2 separate regions of the Xenopus laevis genome follow, and region 2 is linked to region 1. A link is a contact called in public Hi-C data. All regions are on one chromosome and are shown on one strand. The core of a region is the stretch at or near the end of the contact, and the rest is flanking DNA. Distances in the headings are between cores, read along the strand shown. Region 1 has its middle 24 kb from the start of nsd1.L. Region 2 has its middle 21 kb from the start of LOC108710980.

Evidence for each region. Hi-C and Micro-C count contacts between places; a contact is called where the count stands out from the background.
Region 2: a contact with region 1 is called in a Hi-C map of the XL177 cell line, with 3 times the contacts expected there. The contact joins two enhancer-like sites. A contact is called at or near these places in 3 of 4 Hi-C or Micro-C datasets (the XL177 cell line, the XTC cell line and animal cap).

Annotation. Positions count from the first base shown.
Region 1 is chr3L:53,698,297-53,700,996 of Xenopus_laevis_v10.1, forward strand. No RefSeq gene overlaps it. Among protein-coding and RNA genes, the nearest start is that of nsd1.L, 24 kb to the left of the region's middle. Within about 2 kb of position 1,360, at least 1 of the 7 cell types and tissues checked has an H3K27ac peak or open chromatin away from gene starts, as enhancers often do.
Region 2 is chr3L:53,808,538-53,811,237 of Xenopus_laevis_v10.1, forward strand. No RefSeq gene overlaps it. Among protein-coding and RNA genes, the nearest start is that of LOC108710980, 21 kb to the right of the region's middle. Within about 2 kb of position 1,299, at least 1 of the 7 cell types and tissues checked has an H3K27ac peak or open chromatin away from gene starts, as enhancers often do.

The DNA of each region.
Region 1 (2,700 bases), core at 110-2,609:
GCCAAAACGTTGGATGCACAAGTTGAAATAAAAATCCTTTTTTTCACGAAACATTGGAAACAATTACTGTATGCTAAAGCTTTGACCCTGCACCCACAGTAACCTCAAGACTGGATCAGAGTGCGTGCGTTTGTATATATATATATATATATATATATATATATATATATATATATATATAGATATATATATATATATATATATAGATATATATATATATATAGATATATATATATATATAGATATATATAGATATATAGATATATATAGATATATGATTTGAAAAAACAGATTGGGCAAACCGTATATCACAGAAGCTTATTTACAAGATATGATCTTGCGGCCAAATGAAAGCCACAGCAATGCCAATTGATCCCCCCCCCAGCTTGGACAACTGGGAGCTGTATACAAAAACCATGACATAAGGAGGTAACAGACATCGGAACTTCCAGTGCTTTAGACAAAGCCCCTTTCTGTCCTGCACACTCTACGCCAACTTTCACTTATTATTATTTATCCATCTGCCTGCCCTTCCTGAGGTTGTTATTAACACCTCTGACCCTTGAAACATTCACTTCCTGCTCCCCTTGCCTTGTTTGTTCTGCATGTTGTCAGTAAGTGCTTACCTCTGGCCTCTGACCTCACAGATGGTGGGAGCCGAGCAGCAGCAGCAACAGCAACCTGTATGACTAGAACAATTATCAGTCACTCAGAAGGTGCTAGCCCATGCACTGGAAGCGCACAAAACAAAAAAGAGATGTTTCCCTGTTCAGCCCTTTAAATGACAGATTGGTTTGAATCTGGACTCAATCTCTGTAGCACTGGGGTTTTACTATAGAAGAACATTTCTTTCATACATTTCTTTTTTTATTATGTTGAAGAAATGTAAAATGTGAGGGGGTACGCACATATTTGTAATATGTAACAGATATTATTATAACATAATATGTATACATCTAATTGCAATTCAAGCATCTATTGTTTTACAAAGAAGGTGTGATTTTTTGTTAAATCCAGGAACCCATTATTCAGATGGCTTTGGGATACAGGAATCAATCAACCAATATTTCTTCATTTTTCTTCGATTTTATTTTTCTGTACAATAATAAGACAGAGCCTTGTACTTGATGTTAACTAAGCATAGTCATATGGGTTTTATTATGTTTACATTTCATAACTTTAAAAGATGGTGCTTCGTGTTATGGAATAACTTGTTCGACTCAGGCTGGGTTCTATCCACCTGTCCCTACTTCTCACAAAGTTGTATGGGAAATGCTCTACATAAAGCAGATGTGGCAGTAACAAGTATAGGGTGTTTTAACCATTGTTGGTTTCTCCCTGAGGGCTGCCTCAGTCAAAATGCTACATGTGCCATAGGACTAAAACTGGCCTGTAAAAGTTACTGGTCCACAAAAGAACAGCAGCTGTGGCTGTGGGACAGCTTTACACATTGTTCTCCCTTTGTAAATGAGCTTCTGTCCTAAGAACTACAACACAACTGTTGTTTACTGTTATCCCTGGTGGCTTTACTATGGGCCAGCTATTGAAAAAGTGATTTTGCAGACTATAGACATCATTCATTTGTTATGAAAATTGTGCACAAGTGAGCCTACTGATGCAGAGGATCGCTGGAGCTACCGTCCCCAAGTGCCTAAAGAATTTGTGACTTCATTTTTATGCTGAGCATTGGAAGTGACATTGCCTAAATTATTTAAGAGCAATACATCTGATTCAGTCACAATTGTCTCTTATGTTTGCATCATTTTCCTGTAGACTGATAACCTAAAAAAAACAGACAATCCTGAAAAATCTAATAATACAGTAATACAGTAAAAAGTAATACATTTTGTTTGATTACTTAACTAGCAATGTATATCTTCAGCTCAGAAGGCATTCTCGTTTTTTTATATAACCTATATAAGTATGTTATAGGTTATGAGCCTGATGTAAATATGTCTTTGATCTTCATCCTCCCTTTCAGTTACCACAATTAGGTCTAAAAACAGACAATGAAGGAGGACTGGAGTCTTGTCTCAGGAATCAGGAATTTATAAATTACAACCCTCTAGCAGCAGGATGGCATCCTGGAACTCAGGCGTTGAGCTTCTAAACTGTAGTTCAAGATAGTTCAAGCTGGAGATGTCTTTATATATTCCCCGAATGATTTTCACCCGAAAACTTTTTTTAAGATTTCTTATCCTTTTTTTGCTCATCCTTTTTGCTCTGAAACCTCCAAAAACTTCTGGGTATTGCACAAACCCAGCAAACATCACAAAATCTTTGAGACTTCTCCCATTGATTTATATGCAACCTCGACAGGTCTGAGATGCCAGATTTTCCAATTTGGACTTTTCGATCCTCGAGGTTTAATTAATTCTGAAAAATTTGTGATTTTATAAAGAAAATTTTTTCGGGATTTTTGCATTCAGAATTTAGTAAATAGCTCCCTAGGTCTACTAGAAAATCATGTAAACATTAAATAAACCCAATAGGCTGGTTTTGCTTCCAATAAGGATTAATGATATCTTAGTTTGGATGAATTGTTTGGCACATTTTTTCCTCTATGGTACTGCTCTGTTGCAAATTAAAAAAATGCTCTCCCGTGTAGCTGCAGCAAAAGAATATTTTCAAATTGTATTTAATGTTCACCCAGCACAATGTTTCAGGTACGTGGGTTTACAAAATTCAATATGAACAATT
Region 2 (2,700 bases), core at 49-2,548, 110 kb after region 1:
ACTAAATAGAAAGATGAAAAATAAAAAGTAGCGATAACGACATATTTCTAGAACATTTGTTTTTTTAGATGGGGTCAGTGACCCCCATTTGAAAGCTGAAAAAGCGTCAGCAGAAGAAGGTAAATAATTCACAAAAAAATGAAGGCCAATTGAAACTTTGTTTAGATTAAGCCATTCTATCCCATATTAAAGGTTAACTTAAAGGTGAACCACCCAGGAAGTGATGTCACAGCAAGCTAATATGGCAGCTGCTATCCTAAACAAACAGAGAGCTTCTAGAACTGTTTACTCAGGTAGGGTAAAGCATTCTACAGAATAAATATAGTGATATAGCTTGTACTATTGTGGCTGATCTATTGGCAATAAACTGCTTTAAACTGCTTTCCTTCTCCTTTAGACATGAGCCATTAACCCAACATGCTATTTTAGTTAGCTGAAGCCATGGCCAAGTCCAGTTGTTGTAGGATCAATGGCACTGTCTGCATGGAGTTATATGTGGTTATGTCATAAAAGGCACAAATTTTGCCTAGGAGCATAGCAACCAATCAGCAGGTAGAATTCGCTAGTCATCTGTTTAAATGCAAGCATCTTATTGGTTGCCATGGGTTAGTGCTCCTGGGCAAACTTACAGCCTTATATTACAAATAGGGGATAATGTTCTAGCTGTGTTTGCACAGATTTCCTTTGGCTATTCTGGTTATGTTCTACAGTTCAAATACATACAGGAAGCTCCTGATGAAACTGGCCCTAGTGTACATGGTAAGGGAATTAGACTGGTTTAGACTGGAGCAGGGAGGGTGAAAATTAAATGTTCTCTGTATAAATAATCATTTAATATAGAATGTAAAAAACACCTCTAGGTTGGTTTATGGTCCAGTGGGCATTACAGTGGCTATCACAGTGGCTAAGCAGTTAGCTCTTCTGCCTTGCACTGCTGGAGTCCCCATTTGGACGTTCTACCCCTCTACATGGGTTTCCTCTGAGTGCTGTAGTTTCCTTGCACGTTCTAAAAACATAAATTAATTAGGTTAATTAGCTGAAATGACCCAGGTGTTGTCTGCAAATAAAATAATAACCTGATTGGTTCCAATATAATTAACTTTATATAATTTGCCTTTATATATTTTTGTTTTTGAACCTCTCTACCAGTATCAGTAAGCAGAAGAGTAGAGGGCATAGGAAGAGGCTGCTGCAGCAGGAACAGCCAAAGTGAACACACTCCCAGAGCAAGTCATTTAGGAGCAGCAGTGAGAACTCTTGGCTCCCCCCCTACAGGACAGGAAAGTGAAGAGCAGGCATTGAATGCAGGGATAGCTCCTCGCTAAAAGAGATCAAGTAAACACCACACATCAATAAAATGCCTCCAGTTTCTAAAGAACTCTCTTTGTGCTATGACCACTCTCACAGCTGTAGCATGTACACTTTAGCCAGGGTAGCTGGTTAGGATTTAAACCAGCCGGTACTTGAATATGAACCCATTCTGCAATGTCTGTTAAACAGCACTTTAATAACTATGGTAGTTTGTGCCCCTGTTAGTGATGTGCCCAGTGAGAATCCATGATTATGGTACTAAAGAGTGTAGCATTTCTATCATATAAAATTGCCAATTTTTCAGCCTGCCTTGCAATGTCAAGCTGAAACATTTAAATAAATATATTTCAAAGTTATATTTTTTTAAAGGGATTCTGTCATGATTTTTATGATGTTGTTTTTATTACTAAATTACACTGTTTACACTGCAAATAATTCACTCTACCATATAAAATGCCATTCCTGAACCAGCAAGTGTATTTTTTTTTTAAGTTGTAATATCGGTGTGCCATCTCAGGTCAGGTCTTGTGCTTTAAGAAAGAGCCAGCTCTTTAGGATGGAACTGCTTTCTGGCAGGCTGTTGTTTCTCCTACTCAATGTAACTGAACGTGTCACAGTGGGACCTGGATTTTACTATTGAGTGCTGTTCTTAGATCTACAAGACAGCTGTTATCTTGAGTTATGGAGCTGTTATCTGGTTACCTTCCCATTGTTCTGGTGTTAGGCTGCTGGGGGGGGGGATATCACTCCAACTTGCAGTACAGCAGTAAAGCGTGACTGAAGTTTATTAGAGCACAAGTCATGACTGGGGGCAGCTGGGAAACTGACAATATGTCTAGCCCCATGTCAGATTTCAAAACTAAATATTAAAAAACCTGTTTGCTCTTTTGAGAACCTGATTTCAGTGGCAGCACTATTAACTGATGTGTTTTAAAAAACAAAATTCCCATATCCCTGGTGTACCTGCTCTAAAGTGTGAAATGGATCTTCTTGTATTTGTTTGCATTAGTTAAAAGCTTTTATACAGTATTTTGATAAACTTTAACTACATTTTTGCACAAGAAGGAGGAGCAATGGGCTCCGACGGGTCGGTCGGCGGAAAAATTAAACCAACTCAATCGATAACGTGGCCAGATATCGATCAGGAAGACCTGTTGGAAGCCCCCATACACGGGCAGATAAATTGCCGAATTGGTCTAAAGGACGGATATGTGCAGCTTTATCTGCCCGTGTATGTCCACCTTTAGACATGGCAGATGAACTAAAATGTTGTGGATTACATCACCTTCTGGAATATTTTAGTTAGAGTCACAGATAACAGGGTGTTGCCACATAGGCAGTGCATGCGCGCCAACATGTTTTCCTATATTAGATGGTTATTAGGTTACA